Linked DNA regions of Triticum aestivum: region 2 is linked to region 1. A link is a contact called in public Hi-C data. All regions are on one chromosome and are shown on one strand. Each heading gives the region's core, a stretch centred on a gene start, on an enhancer-like site or on the middle of the called end of the contact. The rest is flanking DNA. Distances are from core to core; before and after follow the strand shown. Region 1 overlaps LOC123068885 (transcription factor IIIB 60 kDa subunit). Region 2 holds the start of LOC123068886 (protein indeterminate-domain 7).

Region 1 (5,768 bases), core at 1,475-3,974:
AGTACATTCAAATGTAGAACTTGCTGAATATGCTCTTAACAAGCTAGTCGAGATGAATGCAGAGAATGATGGATCTTACACGCTCATCTCCAACATATATGCTAATGCAAGGCGTTGGAAGGATGTAGCCAGAATCAGAAACCTGATGAAGAACTCCGGGATTAAGAAGAGGCCCGGTTGTAGTTGGGTCCAGGGTAAGAAAGGAACTGCGTCTTTCTTTGTTGGAGATCGATCGCATTCTCTATCCCCTCAGATTTATGCCCTTCTGGAGAGACTGATTGATCGCATCAAATCTATGGGTTATGTCCCTGAGACAAATTTTGCACTCCATGATGTCGACGATGAGGAGAAAAATAACCTTCTTGCTGAGCACAGCGAGAAGCTTGCTCTCGCATATGGCCTCCTCACAACTTCCCCTGGATGTCCAATAAGGATCACAAAGAACCTGCGCGTTTGTGGTGATTGCCACAGTGCTTTCACCTACATCTCAAAGATTGTTGACCATGAGATCATTGTGCGGGACTCCAGTCGCTTCCATCATTTTAAGAATGGTGTGTGCTCTTGTGGTGACTATTGGTGATGGCTTCTGAGGCTGAAGCATAAACTGAAAGTGCATTCCAATTGGTTTTTGTACACAGAATGTACTAATGCACTTACCATTCTTTGCTACTGATTATCCAATGAAGAGCTGAATAGTTTCTCCTCGCCATTGCTATTTTCACAAATATTTTACAGTTCTCTTAAGAGGTATCACCTGCAGTCTTCATTTATTATGCTGATTTATATAATCGAAATCTGTATTTTTCTTGAAAAAATATGTTTTTGTCTGTCGATTCAAACGTTTAATTTTTGTCAGACCAAGTTATTAAAATCATCTGGATACATTTCAGAGGTTTATATTTGGTCATTAAAAGGTAAATCAATCATCATTGGTCCAATGCTTGACTGTCGTACCTATCAAAATCATGAAAAATAAGTTACTGCGTACCATTGCATTGGTCCTAAGTTTCTGTTCCAGATAGATTTTGCTCATCATAGGAGGTGTTACAGTGTTATCAGTTGGAAAAAAGAATGTTACAATTTTATTGTGCTAATAATACGAAATCTCAGGTTGCGACAAAAGTACTATTGCAAAATCCATGCTTTGTACTCCTTGCGTAAGCTCGGTCGTCATTCAGCGGCCCTGATGTGCTCCGGTTTGGTTCTGACCTTTTTTTGCCTTAGCGTGCAGTGACTGTTCCCACATTTCGTTCTGAGGGTTTTCATACGCTTCTGAGATAGGAGCATCGACTATGACTCTTTCGGGGTTTTTTTTTAGTGCGATCAAAAGCCAGGTTCCACTATCTCATTCATACGATCAAAAGACAGGTTCCACGTGTTCAAAAAAGAAAAAAGACAGGTTCCACTATCTCAGCGACAAGGGAGCATAGAGTTATCCGTGTTCAACAAAAGAAACTAGGTAGCACCTACTGCTAGCAACTGTCAGTGTTGTGGATCAAAAAGGAACCGAACAAATTTATAAAAAGACACAAGCAACTCAGGGCTTCATTAGAATTTCCAAACTAATTCAACCGACACAGACAGGACCTAGGATCAACAAGGGAAACATACAAATTGTAAGCTCCATTTGGCCTTCTCGACCTGAATCTCCTGGGCATCCCCCCTCGGATATAACTGACCATGTTTAGCAACCTGGATCATCTTATTTCCGGCCAGGGTTATGAATAAAAATCTCCAGAAAAGAAGTATTCTGAATAAAACTGGTCAAATAGTATCGCCTTGCAAAACACAGGGCATGGTGATGGCGTGGCCTCTCAACTGGTTGAGGAAGAAACATCTACCTTTGTTCACAACAGATCAAACAAGTGAGAAAAAACATGTATCCGAAACTTGCTTTGGATATTCAGTAAAGCCCTTATTAGTCCCAGTTAGATTTTTCCAATAATAGTCCAGTTAATCCAAAGCTCATTCTGCTGCACTATAGTCTAGTCGCTCAGTTGGATAAAGTTAAGACATTCCATTTTTGAAAACCAAGCACTTCTGAATATACTTGCATATAATAAGCTCTATGTCTCAGTTATAGATCTGTACCGTTGGGAACGATAAACCTTTAGATTAACAAAGAGAGTTCACATGATTTGGCGATTTTTTGTTGAAAAGGACCCCCCGGCGAACGCAATTGGCAAAAAAAAAACCCTTCAAATAAAAGTGACAAAAAAGACCCCCGGGTCCTGGCGGCGTGGCACCTGCCGCCACGGCGTGAGGTGGCCAGCCCTGCCGCCACTGGACCAGGCGGCAGGCTGTGTGCAACGGCTTTTGGCGCTGCGAACCGAACGGAGACGTATGTGGGCCATTCCGCCACGGGCCAGGCGTACTGTCTCATCAGTCGCAGCAGCAACAGCACGGCTGTTGTTCCCTCCAAAAAAAACTGCATGGCTGTTGGGCGTGCGGCAGCAACAGCGCTGGCAGAACATGAGCAAATTACGCATCGGAGAGGGAATCAAGTCTGTAGCAATCAGTGAGTGTCACGTAAAAATACGAAACACATGGAAATCAATGCCAGAGCAAAAAGACGAGATGAAACGCGCGGGAATCAGACGAATTGACTGCGGAAAACTCGCGTGAGGCTGTCCGGTGGCCAGCAGCAGCAACAGTGGTGCCGCCCCACCCGGTGGCGGCATGGCCCATATCGACTTCCCGTTCCGTCGCCCAGCGCCAGAAGCTGTTGCACACGGCCTGCCGCCTGGCCCGGGGGCGGCAGGGCTGGCCACCTCACGCGGCAGGTGCCACGGTCCAGGGGGTCTTTTTTGTCAATTTTGTCCAGAGGGAGTCTTTTCTGTCAATTGTGTTCGCGAGGGGGTCCTTTTCAACAAAAAAATCTGATTTGGCCCTACCTTTCATCTACGCTATTTTTTTGTCCCTTCCCTTCTCAGCTGACATCAGCAGGATAACATTTCATGGTCTAAATGAATCATCCACTTATGGATAACATTTCACAGTCTAAATGAATCATCCACTTATTCGGGTGCGATGGTTAAGGTATTTACATATGATTAAACTCTTCACGACTTATCATTCGGTATAATTCTCCCAATTTCTCTTTCAATTTAAGAATCCAAAGAAGTGTTTTCCTAGTCATCCTAATTTTTTTTTGTCAACTCAGAGCCCCCATAGTTATATTTCTTTGAGTAATATGAACACCCAATATTAACAAATTCACCAGACCACAACACTAATCTTGTTGTGCGGCGTCCACTAAACTGAAGGTATGCCTTCGATTTAAGGAGGAAAACAGAATTGAATATTGCCATATTGACCAGACCATAGTACAAGATTTGAAGTTAGCGATATAGGAGTACTTCACTGTGCAATGCCTCGGTTAATTGGAACTTCTTTGTGCTACAGAACTCGCCTAAAAAAACAGCTAATATTTTGGTACGGATGTAGTATTAATACATTGTACAAATAAACCCCTTCCGGTTGACCAAGACTTATTTTGTTGAGCTGTTTTCTCAGAATTTTGGTACTATATTAGTAATCAATCCCATCGTAATCCTCGTAGGCTCCAGCATCACCACCATCAGCATAGCCATCGTTGTTGTAATCAGCATAGTCGTAGCCACCTTCTACTGTTTCACCATCACCAGTGTCATGTGCATATTCTCCATCAAATCCCATGTCTCCTTTTTCATTTGCTTCACTAGCTTCATCTTTAGTCTGCTCGCAGTAAGCATAACAAATTAGACCAGATTTTTTTAAAATATGAGTAGCAATTGTAATTTCATGCAGGTGATATTCTAAGCGTAATTTGTAAACAAATAATCAATTAACTTCACAGAACCAGAAAGAACCATAAATTCAGTAACATAAACTCATAAAACATACATTATACAATCCACCAACTGCTTCAACGTTGATTTTTGACCCAAGTCCCTGCAAGAAACAACGTTATATATTAAATGCCAGTTTGTTTGCATGCTTAGCTTAACATGTATTACAATGTTAACAGGACAAGCAATTTTTGGGCGGCTATGGCTGAACAATATGTTCATTACCTTTCGTTTTAACATATTGTATGTTGCTTCCGCTGGTGTTTCAGCAGGTGTTGAGTTCTTCATGTCTTCATTACGTCTCCGTTTCTACATGAAAAATGCATGGGCAATCATGAACTCAATCGAAAATGTTAAGCATACACAGGAGGGTTGTGTTACACTAGTAAGATTTCATACCTTCTGTTGCCCCTCTCCCACGCCCACACCTCTAGCTGCCAATTCAGCTGCTAAAGCTTCCTTTGCGGCTTGTTCCTGTCAAATAAAGCAGAAGACAGTTACACTTACACCCCTTGTGAGAATAAGAACCGTCTAATGCTGCTAGAGTTACAATACCTACCTCTAGGTATTCTTTGTTCATTTCTTCCCAAATTATCTTTTTGTATTGCGTCTCTTCCTCATTGTGAAGATACCCGTCAACCTACCAAATTTAATGGAGAATTAGATATCACAAATAACATATCTGGCCATCTTTCAGGCTCAAAGATTGCAACAAATTAGCCTGAAAAGTGTGCTGAACAGATGGATGGATAAAGGTACCTCCACATCATCAATATCAGAAAAACTTTCTGGATCAGCATCAACTTTACCATTTTCACCTAAGGATGCCAAATAGCATTCAGAAGTTGATCAGCAACAATCAACTTGACAACATGAACCCAAAAGTAGCCTGGTACTGAACTGATACTATTGCATGTTACAACTAACAAACCTCCCACTTCAGGATCTTTTGAAGTTACATAATCCTTTCCAATTTCCCCAGAACCAATTGTTGCAGATTTATCTCCAACTGAATCCTGTTTCAAACAAGGCAAGCTGAATTTCCAAGAACAAGTACATATAGGGCACACAACACACATAGTGGACAATAAAAGAAAGAGCGAACGCAGATGCAGTGAAGAGGTAACATACATGGCATAGGCATACATCACAACGCAATAAAGCAATAGTTCAGCAATACAAGTACATTTTGCAGTTCAAATATTCCATCAGAAGATATCACTGCGCGATTGGTAGTCTGTTACCGTGCCAAACAGAATTAACGAGTATATTTTTGTCTTTCACGTCCTTCAAGTGCAACAGATGAGGCAGCATGTAACTTTTTTGAAAAAATTAAGAGAAGCTAAATTGGCAGAAAACAGTGTTGTTGCAAACTTGTGATACCAGATGCAAGGAAAAATCTTAGACTAGTCTAAAACCTCGCAGTGGACCCCCAATCTGAAATGAGTGTAATATAAAAACTAGACTAATAAAATAAAGATGGAACTTGGAAGTTTTAAGAACCTTGGAAATAACCATGCAGCAATGTTGCAAAATTATTATAAAACGGATAGTATAACAATTCCATATGTAGTTAAGCATTACAGCTACAGAACAAAAATATTGGACAAATGGAATCAATTCCATATGCAAGGTTTTTGAGTCGCCGAGTCAAGCCAAGTCGCCAAGGCTGCGGCTAGTGGCTTGCTGGCTTGAGTCAGTGACTTGCCTGGACTAATCGCCCCAAGTCTCCATGGCAGTACAGTGCACTCCCGCACCTGTTTCCCTGCTTTGCATAGCCCATTAATGCCAGATAAGCAAAGTTATCAGGCCGAACAGGCCCAGCACGGCCCAGCTAACCACTCCCGGCCCTCATCCACTCGCTAAACCTAGCGCTGCCAGCCCGCACTCCTTCATCTGCGCCTCTCCCCTCGAACTTCTTCCTCTGCGCCGCCGGCG
Region 2 (5,768 bases), core at 912-3,411, 300 kb after region 1:
GCCTCTACCTGCGCCGCCGACGCCGGCATTGCCGGCATTACGATTGGCACTGGGCCTCTGGTCCACTCCGAAGTGAGCCGGCGCCTCGAACGCGTGCCCGAATCCCACGCCGACGGTGCTTGTCGCCGCGCTGCTACTAGTAGCGGCAGCAGGTGCATTGTTGGTGACGTTGGTGATGGCGGCGCTGCTGCTACTGCTGAAGGTGCTCGCTGCCATCTGGCCTTGGCCTGACGGCCGGCTCAGCGTTGCACCCATCTGCGCCGCCTTCTGGAGCAGCGCGGTGGCCGACATGTGGGATGAGGCCGTCGCCCCGGCCGCTGACGGGGCCGCAGACGACGAGGGAAATGACGCAAAGCTCATGCCCACAGGCTGCGTGCTGCTCTCCGGCGTGGAGCTCGCGTTGAACTCCTGTTCCATCCTGGCCGTCCCAAACATGGCCTGGGCGCCCTCGCCGGCCATCTCCAGCTGCTGCTGCTGCTGCTCCGATAGCCACGGCTGCGCGAACTGCTGCTGCTGCTGTTGCTGCTCCCGCTCCCTCTTGAGGCACAATTCTTGGATCAGCCCGTGGCCGCCACCGAGCGAGCTCGACGGGTCCATCACGGCCGGCATCTGAAACCCCGCGCCGCCGCCACCGTGCGAGTAGAGCATCCCCGGATGCTGGTGCTCCTCCACGGCCACGGCCACCGCCCTCGCGCTCTCCTCCGCCAGCGCGTCGCAGAACGCCCTGTGCGTGATGAAGCTGTCCCGCCTGCAATTAATCAACGCATGCACGCACACGCACACATCGTCAGCGTGTCATGCATGGCCATGGCAGTGCCGCAGTGGCATGAGCGCGGAAGACGGAGGAGAAGAAGAGTGAGGCCGGAGGAGAGAGAGAGACGTGCCTTGAGAAGAGCGTGCCGCAGTCGCATCGGTACTCGCGGGTGCCGCAGACCTTAGAGTGGGCCTTCCAGTCGGACTGCACGGCGTAGCGCTTGGCGCACTTGTCGCACTTCCACTTCTTCTCGCCGTGCTTGCGGCTGAAGTGCTTCTTGATGCCGGTGAGGTCGCCGAGCGCGCGGGAGCGGTCGTGGTGGACGCACCCGGGCTCCGGGCACACGTACACCTTCTTGCGCACCACCTCGTTGGGGTTCCGCTGCTTGAGCTTCCAGGGGAGGTTGTGGCCGCGCCGGTGCAGCTGCAGGTTCTGGTCCCGCTGGAACCCCTTGCCGCAGATCTCGCACACGTACCGGTTCGTCGCCATGAGCGCACGCGGCGACAGCGCGATCACCTCCGCGTCAGGGTCTATACCGCAAAACGAATTGATCGATGGATGAAATCCTCTAAATCAAGAATCAAATAACCAAGAACAGCATATAGTCGATCAGAAGGAGAATTCACCTGGATTTCCCGGGAGGCTGCGCTTCTTCTTGGAAGGAGGCGGGAGGGGGTGGGAGGAGACGCTGGTCTGGTCGCCGGAGGCGGAGGTGAGGTTCGACATGTTCTCGTCGGCGGCGAGGGCCAGCTGCTGCTGCTGCTGCTGCTGAATTGCCGCGAAATCCTTGAGCATCATCTCGATCCTCTCTTCTCTCCCCTCGATCGATCAACCAGCTAGCTAGCTGCTGCCGAATTCCTGATCAGCAGGACATACGCACACGGATCAGATCTCGCGGGCGGGCGATCTGATCATGTGAGCCTGACCTGACGGCAGCTGCTGCATGCGGTGGTGGTACTTGCAGATTTGCAGCAGTTGCACTACCCACGCCCAGCCGCGGTGGGGACGCCTCTCTCCCTGAATCCTGATGCTGGGACTAGTAGTAGCACCACAGCAACTTGCTAGGCTCGCTGATGTGGAACCATGGAGGCGGCTACTGTGAGCAAGAACCGAGGTAGCCGATCGACTGAGCTATCGGAGCAACCGGCCGACGAGCAGCGCTGCGCTGGGAGCTGGTAGAGTGGGGCTGAAGGAAGGAGCTAATAAGCTATGCCAACCAGGTAGGAGGAGTCAGCCAAGCTAAGACTAGGGTTGATTGCTAGGGGGAGAGAGAGAGATGCGGATGGATGAGGGAGGCAGGCGCAAGTGTGCGGCCATCCACCCATTCCATGCCCGCAATCACACTGTACTCCCACACTACTCTCCCTCTCTCTCTCTCTCTCTAAAAACAAACAGGAGCCGGCCCACACGGGGCGCCGGGGCCGCTGTCTTTTCCGTTGGCCTCGCTCTCTCTATATCTCTCGTGTGACTTCTGATGCACCGGGCTCGAGAAATCCCCTCCGCTGTACCTTCTGCCACTGCTCACTAATCCCATTCCCATTCCGCGCCCTATGCAGGGGATTACTAATAATGAATGGTGGTGATCTTGCTCCATGCCATGCCGTGGTGGGTTCAGCCGTGCCGTGCCGTGCTGTGGTGGCGGCAACAGTGCTACAGGCCTGGAATTGTGGATCTTGAATCCTTGTGCGACGCCTTTTTCTCAAAGGAGTGTGTGTGTGGAGCAAATTATTTAGGTACCGTCGAAACAGAAAGTTATATCTTTATTTCACAGTATTCAGGGGCTGCTATTTCTGTATGGTTAGGTGAGTGCATCTCACCGTAACAGGAGGAGTGTTTTCTTTCTTGGAACAACTCTAATGGGGCGATCCATTTTGTCCGCGACCGTCCGTCTGAGTCGGCGCGGACAGAAAAGACGGCCCAACACGCTGACCCAAACGGACGCGCGTCCGTTTTTCGTTCGAGGACGACCCATTCTCGGCCCATTTTTGAGCCTGATTTGCATCGTCGGGGACACGCGACGGACGCGCGCGCGGTCGCCTACTCCTGTCCCTGGGCCCGCTGGTCTGTGGCACATTGGCCTCCCTCCTCCCCTCCCCGTCAACAAGCAACTCACGCCCCCCGCCTCCTCCGTCACCGACGCCGCCGCCCATTTTTGCGGCGACTCTTCCTCCAGTTGCCGCTCCACATCCGCCTAGCAACGCCGCCCCTGTCCCTAGTCGCGCGCCGCCGCCGGGGAGCAAACTGGTTTCCGCCGCCGCTTCCCCCACCGCACAGCCGCCCAAGAATAAGAAGACGCCTCGCCGCCCCTGCCACATACGACCGGCACGCTCGTCGGACACCGGCCGGGCAGCTAGCTGGTCTGTGCGCGCCGCGTGTTCCCTCGCCGGCAGTCTCCTTCTTCGACGCCCGCAAGCTGTTCGACAGTTTGCCAAGGTACGAAAATGGACTCCGCCGACGAGTTCTTTTTCCACAATTTCATTTGCGACTCCGACAATTCGTCGTCCGATGACGAGGAGGAGATATTGGCTGCCGTGTTGGTCCATCACCACCTCAACAACCAGCGACCGTTGTTCCGTGGCTCAATTCCGGGCCACCTTCCGGCGTTGAATCGTAACCGAGAGAGCGGGCATTTCCTTCTCTGGAAGGACTACTTGAAACATTTTTTTTATTTGGCCCACTATACTATTTATTTGGGCGGACTATATTTTCATTTCACAATATGTTGAATGCAATGCAAAATTGGGCGGCCGGCCGGCCACGCCTGCATATATGGGTCAGTGCGTTGGGCGCGTTGCCGACCCATATAAAAAATAGGACGGACACCGGACGGGCGGCCGACCCAAACAGACAAAAAGCGGACGAAATCGCCGTCCATTTGGGTCGGCCCGTTGGAGTTGCTCTTATCATCAGCTATTTTTTTTTCTCCACGTCATGCTTTCCGAATCTCACAATCGGCAAAGTGTTTCCTATCTTATCCGCCTTCTGAATATCCAGCCAAAATGTTTCGTTCAGGGCTATTAAAGGATTTTTCTAGGACTAGAGGCTCCTTTGATTTAGAGGATTTGTATAGGAATTTGGATTTTTATAGGAACAAAAAAGTCATGGAAAATGAGATGACATGTATCTCAAATTTTATGAATAGGAATAGAAAAAGATGATGTCATTTCATTCACATCATATGATTCTCTTCATTGAGTCGAGGTTAATATTTATTTTCTATAAATGTGAAGAATAGTAGAAATTCCTTCCGTAGGGATATGATTTTATTCCTACGAACCAAAGTGCTCTAAGGGCATCTCGAGAGGAGACCCTCAAAGCTCCGCTATATGTCCGGGTTGTAGCGTCCGGACCGTTTCTGTCAACTTTTTTCATCCAATGAGGACCCAAACGGTTCGTGAAGTGGTCCGGACGTCCGTTTTTTGGCAAACCGAAGACAAACGTGGGGGAGCTACATTAGTGCCCGGACATCCACTTACCAAAAAGTAGTCACCACATGGTCCTCCTCTTTACTCTCACTGCGCATGCATGGCCGCCTCTCCTCTTTCTCCACCCAACCAGACAAATAAGGATTAACTTGTGAAAAGGGTTGGATGGCTCTCTCTCAGTATCACATTCAAGGACCACGTTCAGATATAAAAAACGAACATATACCGGAGCCATTTGCAGGTCAGCTTTGGAGATGCCCTAAAGGAATTTTTCCTATAGAAATCTTATCTTTACAAACCAAAGGGTTCTAAAAGAATTTTTCCTATATAAATCATATTCTTTGGAATTCCTATAAAGGTCCTCCAAACCAAAGGAGGCCTTGAAGGATTAGATCCTTAGGAATTTTCCTATGTTGTTTGTTTGATTAATAGAATTGAATCCGATAGGATTTCTTCATAAGGATTTCATTGTACTACTTACTATAGGATTTCTAGCATCCACTCACACCTCTTTGAAAAAAAATCCTTTGTTTCTCCTATGATGCAATCGAACAAACCAAAACCATGTAGGATTGATATGAGCATGACATTCTAATACTATGTTTTCCCATTCCCGTGTTTTTAGAATACCGCGAATCAAAGAGGCCCTAGAATTCTTAGGAATTTTTCTTATGGTGGTTGTTTGATTCATAGACATGAATCCTATAGTAATTTTTCATAAGGAATTTATTGCTACTTTTCATAGAATCGCTAGCATTCACTCAAATCTCTTCGAAAGAATCCTTTGTTTTTTCTATGATGTAATCAAACAATCCAAAATCATGTAGGATTGAGATGAGCATGACATTCCAATCTTATTTTTTCTATTCCCGCGTTTTTAGAATTATGTGAATCAAAGAGGACCTCAAGCGGGACTCGGTAGACATTGTGTGGAATGGCCTCTTTCGATGCTACCTCTGGAGGACCGTTGCTTGGAATGAGAACCTATTTCATGGGGAGAAGGTTTTTAACATCAGCTACTCAATTTCAATCAATTTCACCTTTGTTCATACTGGAAGTTCTTGGTACCTTACCAAAATTTATGGTAATTGTCTTCCTTCTACTAAACAAGATTTTCTCAACTAGTCTCAATCATTCAAATGACAGATGATACTGATTGACTTGTTCTAAGCGATTTTCATTATATTACATATCTTGGTAATAAGAACCTAGCCGGAGGTAAATTTCAAGATATGCTTCAATTCAATGAGGCTCTTAGTGCTCATGGGCTAGTTGAAACTCCCCTTAAAGGTACAAAACTTTACCTTGAGCAAGATGCAAGAGGCCCTTCTGTTAGAAAAGCTAGGTTGTTGTTTCTGCTTATAATCTTGGACTCTAAGTTATCCCAAGACTTATTGTTGGGGAACGCAGTAATTTCAAAAAAAATCCTACGATCACGCAAGATCTATCTAGGTGATTCATAGTAACGAAGGTAAGAGTGTGTCCACATGCTCTCGTAGACCGAAAGCGGAAGCGTTATGTAACGCGGTTGATGTAGTCGAACGTCTTCGCGATCCAACCGATCAAGTACCAAACACATGGCACCTCCG

Evidence for each region. Hi-C and Micro-C count contacts between places; a contact is called where the count stands out from the background.
Region 2: a contact with region 1 is called in a Hi-C map of leaf, with 5 times the contacts expected there. The contact joins the promoter of LOC123068886 here to the enhancer-like site in region 1. A contact is called at or near these places in 2 of 5 Hi-C or Micro-C datasets (both in leaf) and 1 of 1 datasets of contacts at active chromatin or transcription factors (leaf).

The regions. Positions count from the first base shown.
Region 1 is chr3B:106,935,242-106,941,009 of IWGSC CS RefSeq v2.1, forward strand. It overlaps LOC123068885 (transcription factor IIIB 60 kDa subunit), which reads right to left. Exons shown (of 20, transcript XM_044491565.1): 14 at 4,762-4,846; 15 at 4,590-4,648; 16 at 4,390-4,470; 17 at 4,230-4,304; 18 at 4,056-4,139; 19 at 3,886-3,933; 20 at 3,295-3,717. The coding sequence ends at 3,532. It also overlaps the pseudogene LOC123068884. Among protein-coding and RNA genes, the nearest start is that of LOC123068885, 12 kb to the right of the region's middle. Within about 2 kb of position 2,725, at least 4 of the 8 cell types and tissues checked have an H3K27ac peak or open chromatin away from gene starts, as enhancers often do. A contact at or near this core is called in leaf, where this site is marked.
Region 2 is chr3B:107,238,224-107,243,991 of IWGSC CS RefSeq v2.1, forward strand. It overlaps LOC123068886 (protein indeterminate-domain 7), which reads right to left and starts at 2,162. Exons shown (of 3, transcript XM_044491567.1): 1 at 1,381-2,162; 2 at 885-1,284; 3 at 1-748. The coding sequence starts at 1,552.